3 separate regions of the Mus musculus genome follow, and regions 1 and 3 are each linked to region 2. A link is a contact called in public HiChIP or PLAC-seq data. All regions are on one chromosome and are shown on one strand. Each heading gives the region's core, a stretch centred on a gene start, on an enhancer-like site or on the middle of the called end of the contact. The rest is flanking DNA. Distances are from core to core; before and after follow the strand shown.

Evidence for each region. HiChIP or PLAC-seq counts read pairs in DNA pulled down with a chosen protein or histone mark.
Region 1: a contact with region 2 is called in a FOXA1 HiChIP or PLAC-seq map of pancreatic cancer cells. The contact joins the enhancer-like site here to the promoter of Mest in region 2. A contact is called at or near these places in 9 of 39 promoter capture datasets (the C10 cell line, cranial neural crest, embryonic stem cells and 5 more), 1 of 484 Hi-C or Micro-C datasets (embryonic fibroblasts), 16 of 115 datasets of contacts at active chromatin or transcription factors (bone marrow-derived macrophages, craniofacial prominence, embryonic basal ganglia and 10 more) and 4 of 9 other capture datasets (adipose tissue, liver, macrophages and 1 more).
Region 3: an H3K27ac HiChIP or PLAC-seq map of stem cell-derived neural progenitor cells shows a contact between it and region 2, with 3 times the contacts expected there. The contact joins the enhancer-like site here to the promoter of Mest in region 2. A contact is called at or near these places in 11 of 39 promoter capture datasets (the 3T3-L1 cell line, the C10 cell line, the HPC-7 cell line and 6 more), 1 of 484 Hi-C or Micro-C datasets (bone marrow-derived macrophages), 9 of 115 datasets of contacts at active chromatin or transcription factors (embryonic hindbrain, embryonic stem cells, forebrain and 1 more) and 4 of 9 other capture datasets (adipose tissue, embryonic stem cells, liver and 1 more).

What each region holds. Positions count from the first base shown.
Region 1 is chr6:30,435,561-30,439,494 of GRCm38.p6, reverse strand. All of the region lies in intron 2 of Klhdc10 (kelch domain containing 10), which reads right to left. Among named protein-coding and RNA genes, the nearest start is that of 1700012C14Rik, 23 kb to the left of the region's middle. Within about 2 kb of position 2,309, at least 13 of the 459 cell types and tissues checked have an H3K27ac peak or open chromatin away from gene starts, as enhancers often do. A contact at or near this core is called in pancreatic cancer cells, where this site is marked.
Region 2 is chr6:30,736,321-30,740,232 of GRCm38.p6, reverse strand. Mest (mesoderm specific transcript) reads right to left here and starts at 2,183. Exons shown (of 12, transcript NM_008590.2): 1 at 1,898-2,183. The coding sequence starts at 1,923.
Region 3 is chr6:31,009,441-31,013,312 of GRCm38.p6, reverse strand. It overlaps Gm40359 (a long non-coding RNA gene), which reads left to right. Exons shown (of 2, transcript XR_868931.2): 2 at 2,614-3,248. Among named protein-coding and RNA genes, the nearest start is that of Gm40359, 3.6 kb to the left of the region's middle. Within about 2 kb of position 1,717, at least 36 of the 459 cell types and tissues checked have an H3K27ac peak or open chromatin away from gene starts, as enhancers often do. A contact at or near this core is called in bone marrow-derived macrophages and stem cell-derived neural progenitor cells, where this site is marked.

The sequences.
Region 1 (3,934 bases), core at 1,060-3,559, 300 kb after region 2:
CACTTACACAGACTACTTAGGATTTTAGGGAGTTAGTCTCCATTTTTATTTCCTACGATTTTTAAATTTCAAAGACTAAAAGATTCTTCCCAGGAGAGGTGACACAGCATGATAAACTCAAGAAAATGACTGACGATATGGAATTCAAGAGAAGCAAGAGAGGCCTAGTGCTTCAGACGCTAAGGTCAGAGATCAGATCTCTTCCTCTTTAGGTGAGAGCAGAGGCAAGCTAGATTAAACTGTGACTGTTGGAGAGAGCAATCACAAACATGTGTGAGTCATGTCTAAATAAACACATACATGTAATTATACGCTTAAAAAGAAAACTGGCTCTTGTGTGCTCAGAGCAAAATTAAACTTTGAATACCATTCCAAAACTTTTCAAAGAAAATCCTGCATTTATCCCAAAGGACATCTTATATTCTGTTTAAGGCTATTACTAAGAAAAGCTATTATGAAAAAAATTTAAACTCAAAATGATCAAAAATTAAAAAAACTGTAGGTAAGACCTGACCTCTGAAATACTCCATGATATGGGTAAAGACAGCATTTTCTGGATAGGACTCCAGGACCCTTCCCCACAACCCTCCCTGAAAAGGACAAAGTTTGTCAAATAGGAAGGAAGCAAGTTATAGATTTTAAATATTTTTCTTTATGATAGCAAGAATCCAGCTTGCCTTATGCATAGTTAGCAAGCATTCTATCACTGAGCTACAGCCTGAGGTTTCAGTTCCGTCACCAGCTAGACCTGTGGCACAAGCCTGGAATCAAAAGTCCTCAGGAGGCTGAGGTAGGAGACCCATCATCTCAGGGCCTGCCTGGGCTCACAGCATAAGTTCAAGAACAACCTAGGCAATTTGGGGATATAGCTCCAGTGAGTAGAGTACTTGCCTAGCATATTTAAGGCCCTTGGCTAAATACCTGGTATACAATAAGTAAATGACTGAATTATATACATAATTCATTTAAACTAATTTTGAGATCAGTTTAAAGGGAGAAAAAAAATCCACTTCTTTATATTTCAATTATCCTTACAACTTCTTACACAGGTCTCCAGAAGTCCTTAAATAGTTACAGAACCAAACAAGCTGCAATAGGATATGGACTACGATGACACTACATTTGTTACTACCCTAAAGATATCTCTATTTTATGTGCTACTGATGATAGTATAATGTCCACCAGTACTTAGCACACTGCCAGACACCTAATATGCTTTACTAATTAGTATTTATTACCAACCTAATAAGGCCTTTTGTGTCTTTTTAAGCAAAAACTCTACTTTACATGATAAACTTTGGAACAAGAATTAAGATGCTATGCACAGAAATAGAGTACCTGAAAAACAAAGCAACAATGTATCTTTTAGTCGCTCTTGTCCTGTCAGTCCTGTGTGTAAATCACTGACAGCTCTTTAAGGCCTAGGTTAAGCATCTCAGAGCCCTCTGATGCTAAACCACTTCCTTTCACTTACTCACTAGAGCTATTAGCCTCACTGCCCAGCAAGCCTGGAGTCCTTCCTTTGACCTTGGCCTAGGCGACCTGCTCTCTAATTCTCCAGTGTAGAAATGCTCTCAAGTCTACCATATGTCCCTTTAGGTTCTTCTGGATCAGCAGCCTCCGTTCAATGTTAGGGCAGACCTAAAGTTATCGAGATGGGAATACTGTATTTTGTAAATATGAGTCCAATACCAGGCAAGTAGAATTCAGGCAACTAGGCATTGACAACTGATTTATGATTTGGTGTAAGTGAAGAATTAAGTTTCTGTCTGGCTCACTGAAAACAGGAGAGTAAGCTATGGGAGACCGAGCAAGGGCTCCCAGGACATCCTAGTTCTTTCGTCCAGGACCTTGGTGTAGACACAACCTTCCACTGAATCTGTCTCCTCATCTGTGCTGGGGAGGTACCACTGTACCTCGCAGATGTGCTATTGTTGAACGCTCACTGGCTTACACGTCTATCTTCCCAGGTAGTGGGGAGCTATGTGAGGAAAGAGAAATGCAGGTGCACCCACGTTCCTGTAACCTAGTGTGAGGCTCACATGAGACACTGAAGGGGGTTGAGAATGGAGCTGGTTTGTAACTGATTCCTCTCCACTCGTTTCATCTGTTTGTTTTTTATTGCAAACAGAGTAAAAGTTCCTCAAAGGCAAACAGCATGTACAATTATCCTGCATTACCCACATCACCTGACACAGCCGGAAAATACAACATATCTAAAAGTTTCCCTGGGTTTAACTTTAGGCCAAAGTAAACAGTGGCAGGGATGATTAAAACAATGACCAGCTCTGTGGACTCTGACACAGTATTTCCAAGATAGATGGTGTGGAGCTCAACAGCGAGCAGGTGCTGAGCATGTGGGAAGCCTGGCTTCAAACTCCAGCACCAAAAGAATAGAAGGGGGAGAGGGCAAGTGTGACTAGGGGATGGCTAGATTGTGTAAATGATCTTTGCAAGGTACATGCATCTAGGAATTAGCAAGACAAACGTAAAACAGTTGCTATGCTCACTGGTCAGGAAGGAAGACTCTCATGTTTTTTGTTTAGGTTTTACATATTGGGAAAATGTGAAAAGAATGACAGTAGCATTCTAGAACTTTCAATGGACACAGAGCAGAAAACATGGTCTAGGCTTACCGCCATCTTGGTGATGAACATAACATGTGGATCAAACACTACGGCAAAATGAAAAGATGATTTGACATAAAATGTACCCATTCATTCATTCTAAGCCCAAAAATTACTGGACAACAGCTGTGAACTGTTATTGTGACAGGTTCTGGGCCAGTGACACTGTCTCTGGGGCTTACAGCCTAGCTCTGCCCAACATAATGCAGTAATTCCTGGCTATACTTGAAATGTGGCTGGGCCCAACGGGAATTTGTGTTCAAAAATTTAGCATCCCTAAAAGAATGTAAAATTGTTGGGGAGTGGTGGTGCATGCCTTTAATCCCCATACTTGGGAAGCAGAGGCAGGCAGATTTCTGAGTTCAAGGCCAGCCTGATCTGCAAAGTGAGTTCCAGGACAGCCAGGGCTACACAGAGAAACTGTGTCTCAAAAAAACAAAACAAAACAAAAAAAACCAACCAACCAACCAAACAGAAAAAGTAAAATTACCAGTTCTACGTTAATGATATGATAAAATGATATGGGTTAAATAAAAATATTAACATAATGTCTTGTTTTTCATGTGGCTGCTACAAAACTTTAAGTTTGTAGCTCCTGTGTCTCCCAGATAGTGCTGAGTTAATCTAACTGCTAACTTCTGCTGTTCTCCGGATCTAGTCTAATTAAATGGCTGGGTAAGAGCATGTGATCAGTACCTGATCAATGCTGAACCTTCTGTCAAGGAGCCTTTAGAGCTGACAGAGTTAAGTTCTCTCTCCACAGAACCCCTTCCTATAGCCCAAGAGTGACTCCCGAATAGCAGAAACCCATTTCTTTCTTTTCTTTTTCTTTTTTTTGGTTTTTTGAGACAGGGTTTCTCTGTGTAGCCCTGGCTGTCCTGGAACTCACTCTGTAGACCAGGCTGGCCTCGAACTTAGAAATCTGCCTGCCTCTGCCTTCCAAGTGCTGGGATTAAAGGCATGCGCTACCACGCCCGACTCCCATTTCATTTTTAAAAAACCACAGGAATGTGTCAGGGCAGAAGCCAAGCACATGTGGCCAGCTCCTTGACCTTGACAAAATGAAATTTAGTTTTAGTCTAAAGTCTCTGAGTCCTCCACCAAGTTTTCCCCTGATACAATCATCCACAGGTTTGGATTGCCTGCTTCCAAAACTCTCACTAGAAAACAGAGGAGTAGGTTTCAGAGTGAGCTCAGAAGTAAAGATTCACAGAGCCAAGCCTAAAGACCAGCATCCAACTCCTGGAACATACAACACACACACACACACACACACACACACACACACACACACACACACACACACC
Region 2 (3,912 bases), core at 934-3,433:
GGGGAGAGACCAGGAGAATTCCAGTAAGCAGCTTTGCCCTGACCCTGAATATCTAATCTCTTACAAGTCTGGGCAGCAGATTATATTTGTGCATTCTTAGCAGACTCTTGAGGTGGTTCCCTTTTATTTAATTAAGACCCCACCCCCACACCTAGCACTCAAGACTTTTGTGGGGGGGGGGGGCAGGAGGGGGGGGGAAGCACAGATTTGTGGCCCCAGCTTGCCATGCCTGGATTTCAAAGGTCCAGATCAATTTATCCTGGAGGCGAGAAATAAGGCACGATTAGAAACCATTTCCTTTGTGACCCGCCATGGTCACCAAGGAAAGGGTTCTCTAAAGAATTGGGATAGTGCCTCCTAAACTAAAGCTACAGACATTAGGAAGTGAGCTACAAATAAAACCGCTGTCTTTGTATTTGAGTGCACCCTATACATAACACATTACCTGCAATTTGATGAAACTGACTGGGTTTTTGTGTGTGTGGGGGGGGTGTTCTCTGTAAACCTGAAATGGTGGGTAAAAACCAGCACCCCTTAGGAACCTCAGCTGCCTGCCTCAACTTTAGTCAGCGCTGAGACTTTTTTTTCCTTCCTCCAAAGTCACTGTCCAATAAAGACACAAGGCTTTGGTTCTACCTTTTGAGGCTATACTAGAAATGCCTGGCACAGTGCCAGAACACGATGGTTTTTATCTCAGTCTGTTATCCACTAACGGGTTTTAAGGCTGAACCTCTTTGAAAAGCAAAAGCATTAGGTTTGGGGGAGGGGGGGGTCTTTTTGTTGTTACTGCTCATTTCCTCAGAACCCATTTGGTCCTGTTACCTGTTCATACATTTTCATGTAGCCTCTGGGGCATCCTTGCTGGACTCACTGAATCCGCAGTGACTCAGCAGAACGCCGGGGAGGGGCGCCTACTGCAGAGTGAACAGGGGCTTCCTGCTGGCGCAGGGAAACAGAGGTGCCACACCCACGCTCTCCGGACCATACCTCAGTGCACCTCCTCCATGCAGGAAAGGGGGGACAACCCCCCCCCCCAGCCATTCTCAGCTTTAGTTACCTTGGTAAAAATACCCCAAACATTTTAAGATTTTTAGCAGTCAAGGAAACTAGCAATCGGACCAAAAGGTTTAAACAATAATTTTTAAGTCCACTCTCTAATATTTGATGGTACCATGATTTAGAGCAAAAATTCAACACACTCGCACAACAAACTTTACGTGCCTTGATTTCTTACTGCTTTAAATGATGTAAAAACATATTTATCTAATACCACCAAACCAGCCCACCTGACTCATTCTTATTGAGAACTACGCTGTGCACCCACAAACCAAAGCAAACAATTCTTTTTACATTTTAAGAGCCTGGCCGCGTGCCGGTGTCCCCCGGGGTTTCCATTTCTGGCTCCCAAACAACACTTATAGCCGTGGCCACACTGCGCGGCACGATCTAGTCGCACCTATGCGGTAACCCTGCCATTGTGAGTCCAGAACCTGGAAATTTTAAGTCGCTCTGTGACAATCTCAGCTCCTGAATTCCTAAATCACATGCCGTGGTCTAGAAATCTTAAATCACGCCACAACAATGACCAGCTCTGAAGATCCTAGAACACACCAGGCATTACCAAGGTTCTCGAATCCTAAGTTGCTTCACCACCACCTCCTAAATCGTACCACAACGAAGACCCAGACAAAAAAAGGCTAATTCTCACATGTTAATGCAAAAATCCTCAAATTCGTAAATCTCACGCGACTAAACCCTGGTTCTAAAAATCATCAGTGAGGGCGATTCCGAGAGTTTGGGCTGGGCGGCAACCTTTGGATAAGGATTTTTGCCTCCCGCATCTCCGGGGTGCGGGCCGGCCACACCCCCTCTGGCGGCACGGGCTGGCAGCACCCACCTGCGCAAGCGATCTCGGCGCACCATGGCCGCATTATCCCATGCCGCCCGCCGCAGGATTGCGGATCACAGGGCGCGCCGAGGCGCCCGCAGCGATACAGGATCGGAGGTGGCGTCTGCGCAGCCTACGGTCCGCGCAGGGCGGCCCGCGGCAGCGGCAGCAGAGGCAGCAAGCAGCAACTCGGGCGAGCCTGCAGCACTACGCCGTTTGGCGAGGTGCGGCTGCCGCAGAGGAAAGCTGCTGCGCCTGAGAAGAAGCACCGGGATGTGCTGGTGGCCGAAGCAGAGAGGAGCAAGCAGGCACCGACTTTTAAAGCCCACTGAGCCCCGCCTCTAACCCGCCCATCCTGCCGCAGCGCCCCTCCTTCTCGCTCCCGCCGCAGAGCCCCTCCCCACCGCTGCAGAGAGGGGGGGCCTTTCCCGTGGGCGCCTCCAGGGGTATTGACCCGCTACCCCCTCTTTCCTTATAGATCTCTAATCCTGAACCCCAGATTCTAGTGAAGAAAGCCTTCCCATGTGTTAATGCCGCGGGCAAGGATGACAAACGTCTGAGAGAGTCCCTCCCCAACATATCCCTTGGACCACGCACTGGTCCCTAGACCCTGGAAGACATAAAACACCCCAAAGCTGGGGTTCTTGTTGCGGCACCCACTTCTTTTCTACCTCCTACGTGTGTTTTGAGCCCTAAGAGTGAGTACGCATCTAAAAATTCGGGTCACCAATGCGCGGCAACCCCAAGCCCTTAGCCCATGATAACAAAGAAGGAAGGGCACACTAAATGGCTAGGGAATGGACAAATTCTCTGGTATCAGTGGCTAAGTGGACACATTCATGGACAGGCTGCGATCACATAGAATGGGCCAAAGTCACCACCACGGTGGCACCGGTACACTTCCTTTGCCGCAGCACAACGTGGTCCACATGCCAGAAGCTGCTGCAGCGCCCTTCTGGAGCAGCGTTGGGGACCGTTCATTGGGGGCACAAGCCTCCTTTACGTGCAACACAATCACAGTGCAAACACCCTAGAGGTGCGGACAAAACTGTAGATTTTTTTTTAATCCCAAATCCCTTAAAAGTCATCTTTCACACCTTCGCAAAGTGCGGAGCATCGTGATGCCTGTGTGAGGTTTGGAACCGTTCCCTGAAATTCTAGCAGCCTAGGCACGGGCAAGCTAGGGATGCTGCGAACGCAGGCTGGCCCAGCGGGGGCGCTGCAGGCCTCTCTTCGGAGCCTGGTTTGCTGCAGCTTTGGCTTTGCAATGTCCAAGCCCAACCGTGCAGTCGATCAAGATTGGGCCAGAGAACTGCAATGGGTCAGTCGAACCCTTGGGGGATCTAACCTGTGGGTATCTTCCCATGTTCGGGGAGTTCGTGACCACCCAGCTGACACTGAAAATGCCAGCACCTGAGAGAGGGTCATCAGAACACGTAATGCGGTCCAGGGTATACTTCTTCGGGGACCGCAGGAAACAAATGCTTGTGTGGAGCCTCCGCAGGCGATGCACAAGATTGTGAAGTGAATGAGGGATCGAAGGGTGGCACTTTTTTACATTTTCTTTTTGATTTCAGAATATTTTCTGTCATGTCGGGCCCTTCTTTCTCAGCCTAAGACCCTCAAAGTCTGAAACCATGTCTCATTAACCTTTTGTATCCCAGATCCCGCCATGGGGTGGGCAACAAAGCAGGCCCCTAACAAATACCGCATGAATAAGTTCAAGAATTTGAGGGCGCACAGGGGAGGAAGTAATTAAGGGGAGGGAGGAAGGGGTTGTCTTGAGTGATGAATAGACATTTACCAGAGACAAAGAACATTCCAGCCCGAGGGGACGGCTTTCGCCAAGCACCCGGGGCTCTGCACCGTAACCTTTGGTTTTTTTCTTTAAAAAAAAAAAAAAAAGTGTTTCCTTTGGGCGCCAGCGCCGACTGGGGGCTGGGGGCGGAGAGGTGGGGTGGAGGGCAGACCAGAAAGAGTAGTTCATCAGAAGGAATGTGGAATGTGTCCTAAATGAGAAGCTA
Region 3 (3,872 bases), core at 468-2,967, 270 kb before region 2:
TGCATAATGACTCTTTACACAAAATAGAGGAATGCATACATAAAGACTAGCAGGAACTAGGCAATAAAACAACTGAGACAAAATCACCTCTATCTAAGGTCAGCTATATTCTTAGAAGCCAGGTGTGAGGTCTTTATGCTCCCGGGGCAAGGGCTTTTTGTGTCCAAGCCATAGTTCTAATTAGGGAGTTCTGCTCTAGCTAACCTTCTCATGAATAATGCAATACTCTAGTTCCTCCTTAAACCACAGCCCAATCTTCTTCCTAAACCATTGTAAATTCCTGTATATGGGAGTGACTTGGCTGTTAATCTAAGTGATTTTGTGTAGACTTTCTTCTATTAAGTAATGTAGTCTGCCATTCATAATTATAATAAGAATTCTAAACTTACTTTGCTAAGCTTGCCCTGAAATTTCTAACTCTATGTAGTAGATAGTAATGCCTGATTTCTTTAACTATCTCTCTTTCAATACTGGAGGCAATTCATCTGAATAGGCAACATTCTTACTGAATTCCAAGCTCAGGGTCGGCTCAAGGACTGCCTAGGACATTGGTGAAGGCCAGGAAGCAAAGTTCAATTTAGCTTAGGTATTTGACAAATCATTGCTTGGAGGCACCTATAATAAAACAATACTGAAAGAAAGCACACAGATCCATTCACTGACTAACACAAGGACATGTTTGGAGTATTCCTGCTACAGGATGCCAAGGCTCCAAGAGACTAAGTTTCCGTGAAACATTTTGCCATGGGACTGTGTCCAAGCTTTTGGGCCTGCCACTAAGTTTTTACTGGAGTGGGTGTGGCACCTCTGGAGTGCCAAGTTAACAGGTGTGAGTCACAGCACCTAGCAGGATGCTGGAGATCAAACCCAGGACTCCACACATGCTAGGCAACCACACTATCACTGAGCTACATGAACAGTGTCTCAACTTCTGGATATAGACCAATAGACCCCCAAAGTGCAGGGTCTATTGGTCTATATGCTGTGCTGTGCTGCAGTTGGCCCATGAGAGCCGCTCTGTATTTCTTTCCCCGCTTGGCCTTCAGTGACTGTGCACTGATAGATAGCTCGATAGAGGAGGGGAGTTTAGGACAATGAAACCAACAAAAGCTAAGAGCATCCTCTCCCATTCCTTCCTTTCTGAAGCAGAGGCCCACCAGCCTGTAGCTTCTCCCTTGGACCCGGCAGAGGTTATAATGGGGTGTTTTTGCTGTCTGCGTTTTGCTGGGGAATGGCTCCTGCCATATGAGTCCATGGATTTTAACTATTTCAGTGAACTCTGCTGGCTTTTCGAGATGGCAATTTTCCCCTTTTTTTTTTTTTTTTGTACATGCAGTTAAGAATTGTCCTAAGGGATGAGTCTCCACCGAGTCTTCAGTGGCACTCTGTGCTAGGCTCCTAGCCTGTCCATCTCAGGAAGTGGTACCCTCTTTGAGTCATTTTCTCTCACCATTATTGCTGCCAGTGTCCTACCCTCAGCCCAGCTAGTCTCAGTGGACTTTCTTCAGCCTCTCTATCCTTAAATGCCTCTTGGAACTAGACTTGGCCCCTCCCCCTGCTGCCTGAGAAGCTGACTTTCTAAATCAATTCTCTCTCTTTCTCTCTCTCTCTCTCTCTCTCTCTCTCTCTCTCTCTCTCTCTCTCTCAATTCAGAAGTCCCGTGAGCTGTGGCCACAGGCCAAGATCCCAAATTAACCTATGCCATCATTTCCCTCTTAGCACTTGAAACTGTAGCATGCTCTGGGCAGAATGCCAAGGCTTTCTATCCTAGGCCCTAACGGCCTTCATTACCTAAATAAAATGTTGCCTGAAATAGAAAAGTCAGATTTTTTTAACTCTTTATTGACTTTTACTTTATGTTACTAATTGCTATTGAGCATCCTGTGAGCTGTAGCGCACCTTGGTAAGGATGAAGCTTTCAGGAAACATTTTCAGGGTTAGCCTAAGAATTACAATGTCTTAGCAGACTCAAACACCAAGCAGTTTTGTAAACATTAACAGAAGAAAGCTCTTTATGCCAGCTTGACAATGGAAGTTCTGTGCAGCTGTGAATGCTTCAAAACTCTCTCTCTCTCTCTCTCTCTCTCTCTCTCTCTCTCTCTCTCTCTCTCCTATTTTTGTTGTGGTGGGTTTTGTTTTTGTTATTTAATCAAGCATAATATTTTTATTGATTATTTGGGAATTTCACACAATGCACCCTGATCGCCTGATCGTACCCCATTCACCTTCCTTTCTTCCCGGGTCCATACTCTCACCGCCCACCCCACCCCCCAAGAAACAGAAGAAAATAAAAAATATACCCCAGGTCCAGTTTGTGTTGCCCATATACTCAATGGAGCATGCTGAAATGCCCAGTGGCCAGCCACTTGAAGATAACTGAGTCCTTCCCCATCCCCACCCCACCAGAAGCCACCAACTGTGAAGTGCTACACTTTAGCTGCCTTAGCACAATTTTTAAGCACTCTCTTCAACGTTTTCCTGCCTGACTTTTTTCTTTTCTTTTTTTTCTGGGAGTAGGGGTGGGCTAGGGGTGGAGGTGGCGGGGGAGGGGGTGGGGAATGTTGTCACAGATGCCTTCTATGTCTCTCATTCTCAACTGTGAGTCTGCATTAGATCGACGATGCCACGACAAAAGAAGCTTCCTGGCCCAAAACAGCCAGCGGCAGCATGGATTGTGGACCTCAACATGACCCCAGGTGGCAGCATAGACCACAAACGCCAACAAGGCCCTCCCTCTGCGGGAGCATGGACCGCAGATACCAACTTGGCCTCTGGCCGCAGCCCTGACCACAAACACTCATGTGTTCTCTAGCAGTAGTATGGACCAAGGACATCAACATATCCCCAACCCCACCTTCCACCCCCACTGCAGCATGTAACATCCACGTGGCCTTTGGCAGCAACACAGACCCATGGGTATCAACATCCCGCAACAGCAACAGCAGCGGCACGAACCATGGACGTCTTTTCAGGTGGTCCAATCCAGGAAATGAACTGTTCTCCATCTTGGAAGCCCTGTCTCTGCTCAGAGCTGAGAGAGATCTGTAGCCTGGGCAGTGTGCTGGGGGCAGAGGCTGTGAGGGCTCCAGGCTCCAGGCTACTCAGGAACAACAGCTCCCCCACCCCCCGCTGCACCCCACCACAGCCTCACCCCCACGTCTGTCATGAGCAGCTCCATCTGCTAACTCTGCCCCACCTCTCTATCACACGTATATTCACCGAAGTGGCATTAAAACCTGCAGCGTCTCTGTTGTGGTTATTCCTCAGATTGTTTTGATATTGTATATTGTGAATGTCTAATGTACTTATATTTTGTAGAAGGGGTAATATGAAGAATAGTTCATTTATTATGGGTAACTTTCTCCTATGTCTTAGTCAGTATTCCATTGCTGTGAAAAGACACCATGACTCTATCAGTGGAAGCATTTAACTGGGGCCTGGCTTACAGTTTCCATGTTAATCCATTATCATCATGGCAGAGAGCATGGCAGCATGCAAGCAGACATGGGGCTGAAGAAGAATCCAAGAGCTACATTCTGTCCTGAAGGCAAAGAGATTTGAGTCCTAGCATGGATTTTTGAAACCTCAAAGCCTACTCATACATAGTGACACACTTCCTCAAATAAGGTCACCCTCCCTAATCCTTCTAATCCTTTCAAATAGTGTCGCTCCCTGGTGACTAAGTGTCTTAGTTAGGGTTTTACTGCTGTGAACAGACACCATGACCAAGGCAAGTCTTATAAAAAGACAACATTTAATTGGGGCTGGCTTACAGGTTCAGAGGTTCAGTCCAACATCATCAAGGTGGGAGCATGGCAGTATCCAGGCAGGCATGGTGCAGGCAGAGCTGAGAGTTCTATGTCTTCATCCAA